2 separate regions of the Nothobranchius furzeri genome follow, and region 1 is linked to region 2. Evidence: chromatin contacts called from public Micro-C data. All regions are on one chromosome and are shown on one strand. The core of a region is the stretch at or near the end of the contact, and the rest is flanking DNA. Distances in the headings are between cores, read along the strand shown. Region 1 holds the start of angel2 (angel homolog 2 (Drosophila)). Region 2 holds the start of galnt14 (UDP-N-acetyl-alpha-D-galactosamine:polypeptide N-acetylgalactosaminyltransferase 14 (GalNAc-T14)).

The links. Hi-C and Micro-C count contacts between places; a contact is called where the count stands out from the background.
Region 1: a contact with region 2 is called in a Micro-C map of tail fin, with 9 times the contacts expected there. The contact joins the promoter of angel2 here to the promoter of galnt14 in region 2. A contact is called at or near these places in 2 of 2 Hi-C or Micro-C datasets (skeletal muscle and tail fin).

What each region holds. Positions count from the first base shown.
Region 1 is chr2:14,899,357-14,903,195 of NfurGRZ-RIMD1, reverse strand. It overlaps angel2 (angel homolog 2 (Drosophila)), which reads right to left and starts at 1,966. Exons shown (of 9, transcript XM_015947786.3): 1 at 1,769-1,966. It overlaps galnt14 (UDP-N-acetyl-alpha-D-galactosamine:polypeptide N-acetylgalactosaminyltransferase 14 (GalNAc-T14)), which reads right to left. Exons shown (of 15, transcript XM_015947783.3): 15 at 2,319-3,839.
Region 2 is chr2:14,700,666-14,704,442 of NfurGRZ-RIMD1, reverse strand. It overlaps galnt14 (UDP-N-acetyl-alpha-D-galactosamine:polypeptide N-acetylgalactosaminyltransferase 14 (GalNAc-T14)), which reads right to left and starts at 1,855. Exons shown (of 15, transcript XM_015947783.3): 1 at 1,260-1,855. The coding sequence starts at 1,415.

The DNA of each region.
Region 1 (3,839 bases), core at 717-3,216, 200 kb before region 2:
TTATCCCTGTCAGGGAAATTACGTCTCAACATTTAACCAGAAACAACAAAACATATAGTCACATAAAGAAATACGAAAATAAACTAGTTTTAAAAAATTTTTTAAAGACAAATTATTCTTGGCTGAAGACAATTATTCATGGATAACGTAGAAGAAGAGACTAAAAGTTTATTTTTCTTCTCTAGATTTTAGAGAGCCTTTGATTTGTGTAACACTTTTACTGAAACCATCACATTGAAACACAGTTTAGATTAAAACAGATATAAATGTGTTTCTGCTGGGAAGTTGAGACGTAAACGACTGCTGAGACAAAATGTTTGAGCAGAAACGGAAACTTTCAGTGAACTCCGACTAGCTAGCAAATGCTAGCTAGTGCCAACTCACCGCTCTTCGTCGACAGAACCGTTATAATTCATGTTTGAGTTTAACTGCACTTAGATATGTCACACAGATTAATGCTTTCATCTACTAAACAAAACTCTTTTTTTAACGCTAACGTTAAAATTCACATTACACTTCTTTACTCGCGGTATTTTGGTAAAACAGGGAATTCATAGAACAGTACTCAATATTTACAAATTTTACTATAATATTAATAAACTATTTTTAAAAACAAAAACAAATTATAGAAAAATCTTTAGTGAGATAAATGTGTTTCTGCTGGGAAGCTGAGACGTAAACAACAGCTGAGACAACATGTGCGCAGAAACGGAAACTTTCAGTGAACTCCGACTAGCTAGCTAACGCTAGCTAGTGCTAACTCACCGCTCTTCGTCGATAGAACCGTCATAATTCATGTTTGAGTTTAACTGCATTTTCATAGATCACACAGATGAATTCTTTCATCTCCTAAACAAAATCCAAGAACATATGGTCCCAGTCCTTTAAAGATGACGTCAAATTCAAGCGCGGTTTAGGGTGCTGCATTCACATACTACAAAGAAGTCTGTTTTTTTTACGCTAACGTTAAAATTCACATTACACTTCTTTACTCGCGGTATATTGGTAAAAACAGGGAATTCATAGAACAGTGCTCAATATTTACAGAATTTTATCATAATATTAATAACTATTTTTAAAAACAAATTATAGAAAAATCTTGAGTGAGACCACTTTTTACCCCAATTTCCCTTTGTATATTTAGCAGATGCACACAAGAACGTTCAGATATGTTAACAAACTTTATTTTATCTTAATTTAAAAATAAATGTTCTGCCAATTCTTTTCAGAGGTTAAACTCTGGTTGTGCTATTCCGACAATTCGGGTTTTTCAAATGGTACTCAACTGTCTCACGGGTCTGCCTTCTGATGTGTGCTTCCGCCTCTGTCAGCGCGCCCCAGGACAGCTGTGCGGCTACATCATAGCTCATCACCACCAGAGTGTGAATGTGCGTGTGTAAATGAATGAATGATACACTGTAGTGTAAAGCGCTTTGGAGTCCTGACTCTGAAAGGCGATATACTAGAGCGGGCTATTTATCAAACACCGTGCTGGTAGTTGTAGTCCTTCTCGCCGCTCCTTAGCTTAAACTTCCGTTATTTCCGTACGATAGCGAACTACAAAGTCCTCGGTACGGCAATGGAAAAGACCCCGATGAAAACACGTTCACATCCTTCTCGACTCCATGGGCTCAAATGTCTTTTTTTAATTCTAAACAATGAACGACAAATCAATAATGTTGCCTCTCAGGCTAATCACCAAAACATGAGCGGTTACACAGATTTTAAAGTTTCTGTCGGGAGAAAGATGAAAGGTCACTCTACTTACGTTAAAAGCGACTCCTGTTGAAAACAGCGATGCAGTTGGACGCTTTCAGTAAAGATGAAATATCAACGTTTACCGTGTGACCTCTGCTACTATATGCAGCGTTTAAACGTGAACTGAGACCGTCAGTCGTGAATTAACGGTTCGCTGGCGAAGAGAACCGCCGGACTGGAAGAAGAGAGGGGTCTGCACTAAGTGTACTCTGTCCTGTGTGAAAGCATTCCGCTCACTTCATCACCTTTAATCTTTTTCAGAATAAACGTGCTGTTACTGAACTACGGGGAATTTTTCCTGGTGCAAAAACACGAGCATCCCTGGGACTTTTATCCTAACAAAAAGTGAGAACAAAACACAAAATTAGATTTTCTTTTGTTTCAAATATTTAATTAAGAGCTGAAAATATTCCAGATTTAAGTTGTTACGAGCCATAAAGCTATCGAGCTGTGTTACTGAAGGTGTGTGTGTGTGTGTGTGTGTGTGTGTGTGTGTGTGTGTGTGTGTGTGTGCGTGGTTTGCATCCATACAGCCCAGTCACTTCAATAACATAGGAAGAGGCGTTATAAAATTTTATTGAGGAATCAGACAATATCAAAATGATGTCAAACAATGATATCAGAAATCTGCTGTTGGTGTGAGAAATGGTCAGTCACATGACCCAGAGGTCAAATGTCAGATGCCCACAGTAGCTTCACTGTAAAAAAAAAAAAAGTCCCGTGAACTTAAAAAAGTAAAGCAACCAGTTGCAATACAATTTTAAGTTCAGTCAACTTTTTAGGTGCTTGCTTTTCTGTATTAACTTAACATTTTGCAAGTTAAAACGTTCAACTGACTTAAAACTTTAAACTCTCCAAACAAATTGCAAGTTGGATTTTTAACAGTGTTGAGCTCATCCGCCCTTTTGGTGCACAACGATAAAAACTCAGATTTGTGCTGGACAGAAGGTTTGGTTTGAACAACATAAAAGAAACGGAGACTTAGAGACTGAATCAGGGTTTCTTAAACGGCTGCAGCTCACTACGGGCGAGCAACGTGAAACAGCTGCAGCAGAAACAGCCCAGATCATCCTCCAGAGATAAAACAACAGAAATCCTTCAGAATTTATTTTGTTGCACATCTCTCGTCTTGTATCTTTCCGTTTCTGCTGCGTCCCGAAGTTATTTATAAAATTATTCATCTCCACAAAACTCATGCTAACAAATCAGGTTCTGCATTTCCTGTTGAGGATTTTCTAGGATTCTAACTAAAATTTGACTGGAAAAAAATCATTGCAATAACTATAAACCATCTGATAGCAGAAACATTTCCCAGTTAAATACAATCAGTGTTATCAGGTCAGTGACACTGAATCTGATCCATGTGAGAAGAGATGAAGTAGTAGGGGAAACTGTGCAATCCTTCAAAATAAAGATGGACTTATTTATCAAGAATATCTTCAATGAAATTTTTGTTAAAAACCAAACATTTTCTTTCAGAAAAAGCTAAATAAGATTTCAAAGTTCATGATTCTGTCTTTAAAACAATTCTAAACACAAATCAAGTCTGAAAACTTTGGTCAGTGAATGCAACGCAATGCAGTAATAAAAAATAAACTCATCTGAAATTTAAAGACGCTTTTCTTCAGATTATAAATAAAAACAAAAGTTAAGTTTGGGTTCATCTAAAAACTGTGTCTCTACTTTCTTACATTTTTTAAAGTAAAGCCTACATTTTCCATTTACAGGTAGAGCCCAACGACTGAAAGCCAGGCCCACTCACCTCAAACACAACTATAATGTTTTAAAGCATCAAAATCATTTAAACATGTGAGAAGCAACAGACAAAAACATTAAACAATCAATATCCGAGCTGAACTTCTACATTTTAGTCAGAAAAATGTCCCATTTGTTTACATGAAGAGGTTAAAACATGTACTGGAACCAGCCACTTGGGGGCGTGTGGCGTAATTTGTTTAAACTCCTGTGTTTCGTTCAAATGTATGTTGTGGAAATATGTTACGAAATATACTGTATCTACGGTGGCCCAGAAGGTAAAAAAAAATCCTTAACACAACGACAAAACCCACAAATTCTGTTCA
Region 2 (3,777 bases), core at 606-3,105:
GGACACCAGAGGTTCGGGGAGCCATCAGGCTGAAGAAGGAGGCCTACAGGGCGTGGCTGGTCTGTGGGTCTCTGGAGGCAGCAGACACGCACCAGATAGCCAAGTGGGGTGCAGCAGTGGCAGTTGCCGAGGCAAAATCTCGGGCGTGGGAGGAGTTTGGTGAGGCCATGGAGAAAGACTATCGATCGGCTCCAAAGAGGTTCTGGCAAACTGCCTCCTGGACAACTCCCTGGGGAGGTGTTTCAGGCATGATCTTCCGGCAGGAGGCCCCCGGGTCGACCCAGGACACGTTGGAGAGGTTACATCTCCAATCTGGTCCGGGAACGCCTTGGGGTCCTGCGGGAGGAGCTGGTGGAGGTGGCCGGGGAGAGGACGGTCTGGAGCTCCCTAGTTGGGATGCTGCCCCTGTGACCTGGACCCGGATAAGCGGAGGAAGACGACGACGACATGCAGCTTTCTGCTCCGCTTCTGGACAAAAACAGCTGTTTCTGAAGGAGCTAAGCCAAAGAAATGGACATTTTCTGGGTTTTGTTCTACGAGGAATCAGAAAATATATTTTCATACTTTAAATTAACAGAGGAAACTTTCATCGGTCTTGAATAAACCAAATAAAAGCTTCCCAGAATTCCTCAAACTGATTATTTCTGTCTCACGATAGAAGAAGCATTCCTCCTAAGCAGAAGTCAACTCCTCAGCATCTGAGGAAGCTCCTGACATCCAGACACATCCAGAACACCTACACAGCTGCAGGTGAGGAGAGGTAGGATCAATAGTTTATATAACCAGAACAGGAGGGGATGTGATTGTTTAGCATGAAAAGATCACCTGATCATCAGGCTCTGGGTTTGATAGGAAACTCAAATTAAAGAAGATAAAGTAACCTATTAGAGGGTAAAAATATTCTTAATAAACAGGAAACAAGTTTTATAAGGATGTGTCTCAACATTTAATCCTTATGAGACTGTTTAAGCTGAATGTCCAAATTAATTTACAGATTAACTGTTTTGTCAAAACAAGATAAAAGGATCAAATTGTTCTGTTCTAAGTTCATTTTATGCTCATTTCTTACATTTTAATCAGGAGAAACGTTCATTAAATGTGATTTTACTGTTGTTTTTATTAGTATTTAGATTCTGGACCAAACGCAAACAGCTGAAGTTCAAATATAAGGAGATAATGTGAGAAAACAGTCAAAAAGAAACATTTGCAGTCCTAATTTTGCCTTAATGAGCGAACTTTAGCGTTTATCTCTACTCCACCTGGTTGTACAGAGCCTCTCCGCCTCCCGCTGCTCCTCCCGCTCCGGTACCGAGCTCCGGTAACTTCCTCCGACTCAGCACCAGCAGGTAAACCAGCGCTCCCAGCCACACCAGCACCGCCACGGCCACCGCCAGCTTCCGACAGAGACGCTTCATTTTCCGGTCCGGAGGAGCCGGCGGCGCCCGCAGCCCGGCTGCTGCTGCTGTCAGAAACCCATTTGTCCTTTTTACCGGAAACAAAAACCCAAATAAAAGAAGGTGCGCGAGCTGCCAGGTTCCTCCAAGCGCGCGCTGCCTCAGAACTTGGTGATCTCGCGCGCCTCAGACACGCCTGACGGCGCAGCGCACGTGCGCAGAGTGTTGTCGCTGGCTGAGGTAGTCCAGGACACTCTTGGATGGTGCAGCTCCACCTGCTGGGTTCTGGGTCCGGACCGGGACAGGTCAGGAGGAGAGAGAGTCACTTCCGGTGCACGTGGTCTAAGTTTAGGGTCCCACGCTTGCAGGATTTGAACATAAATAAAACCACAACTTTAACTGGAGAAACCTCTGCTGAATATAAAAATGGAACCACCTTTGAAAAATCACACAAGTCAAATAATTCCCACTTCCTCTTTTATCTAGCTGACAAATCCTAAAGCATTCCCGAGCCAGAAGGTTCTGGAAGTGGGCTGGAGGATGACATTCCCTGCCTGTTCTCGGAAAACCTCAGCTGAATCTTTTTGATGAGGAGGAGCAGTGGCTCTACTCCTGATGATGAGGATGATGATGACGCTCCTCCTCACCTGTGAGGATAAACCTGTCCACCTCAGAGAGGAAAATGCCTTCAGTCGTGATCCAGATCAGGATCAGGGAAGTCATTCCTACATCCATATCCAGTAAAACTGGGAATAAACTGTTTTCCTGCAGGAATGAGTTTGATATTTAAAACAACTTATTAAGATTTCACTGTCTCTGCTGTTCAGATGACTGTGTTCATCTTTTATTTAGTTGTTCTTTTATGACAGCTCGTTTGTTTTCTAACGGAAGAACATCAGCAGGTTTTCCCAACATTCAGAATTCCTTTTACCTTCAGGATCAAGATGCTTACCTGAGCCACCGCAGGTGTATCGGACAGGTGGGATCTTATTCTCACAGGGCCAGAATAAGAATGAGAACCAAAATCTAGAGAAACGATTCTCCAACAACAGACGAGGTGGGAAAACATCTGAGACAAAAGAGATCAACGGAGAAAAAAAGGTTTTCATTTTACAGCAGAAACAAAAAGAAAAGCAGCTTTTCCACATTTTGTTTTGATAAATGATCCCACTGAGAGCACATCTGTGTCTGAGATTGTGAAGAAAACACGTAGCAAATAATTAAACTTGTTGTCTTGCTTCGCCATCTAGTGTTCATCACGAGTAACAGCCGGTAACAGCACGGGCACTGCTACTATAAGCAACAAAAATAACCTCTAAAACGTTTTGGACACGAGATCATTTTAATCCAACTAAAGCTGATAAAAGAAGAGTTTGTGGGAATATTTTTGGTTTATGATGAAAATAAAAGAAACTAAAGTGGAAACAACATGTTTGCATCTATTTTATTATCATAAATAACTCCAAATAGGTTATTTTGTTCCCATTGTTGGTAAAAACCAAACTGTCAGATGGTTCTGTTAAATTAATCTGAGATCATTCAGCTTAAAGAAAACATAATCTGTCAGATTAGGTTCAGCAATCGTTGAAGCACAAACAAGCACAGACTCCACGATGAAGTAGTCCAGAGACAGATGTGGGTTTTAGTTTGTCGATACCGTCTCCAACATGCGGTCACGATCAGCCTACAGGTGCTGCTGATGGTTTTGGGCCCAACATTCATGACTTTGTTTTTCAACTCGTTTGCGTGCTAAACGTCACTAACAACAGACAATGCACATTTGCCTTCTGCTTGTTGTTGGGTATTGTTTACTTCAGGTTGACGAAAAGGTCATTTCAGGTCACAATGGCCACCTTTATGCACCGTTGACTTTGACGTTAGCTCCATCCAGGGGTGGACTGGGACCAAAATTTGGCCGTGGCATTTTTACGAATCGTCGGCCCTCCCCATTGGGAGAGCAGTGGGGGTGTTGCCGCCCGTGGACTCATCTCTATACCAAATGTGAGATCTAATATGGACTGGGGCTGTTAAATTACAAGCAGGGCCAGACCGCTGCGACCGGGAGCCCTGGCCTTCTAGATCAGCTCATTCTCCACGGGCAGAGATCAGCGGGACATTAGCTACATGCTAACACGGTAAAACAACTCCTACGTCATCGCTCTACCGCATTTTTCTTGCTAAAAACGCCTGGAAAAACTCTGTTAGCTTCAGGTTACCATGTAGCTAACGTTCTGCAGATCACCTACTATGGAAGAAGAAGAAGAAAGTATCATTTCTATAGCACCTCTCAAGATAAAAATCACGAGGCGCTTCACAAAAGCAAAAAATGTAAAAATAAAAAAACATTTAGAAAATTTTTAAAAATATATTTAAAATGAGCAAA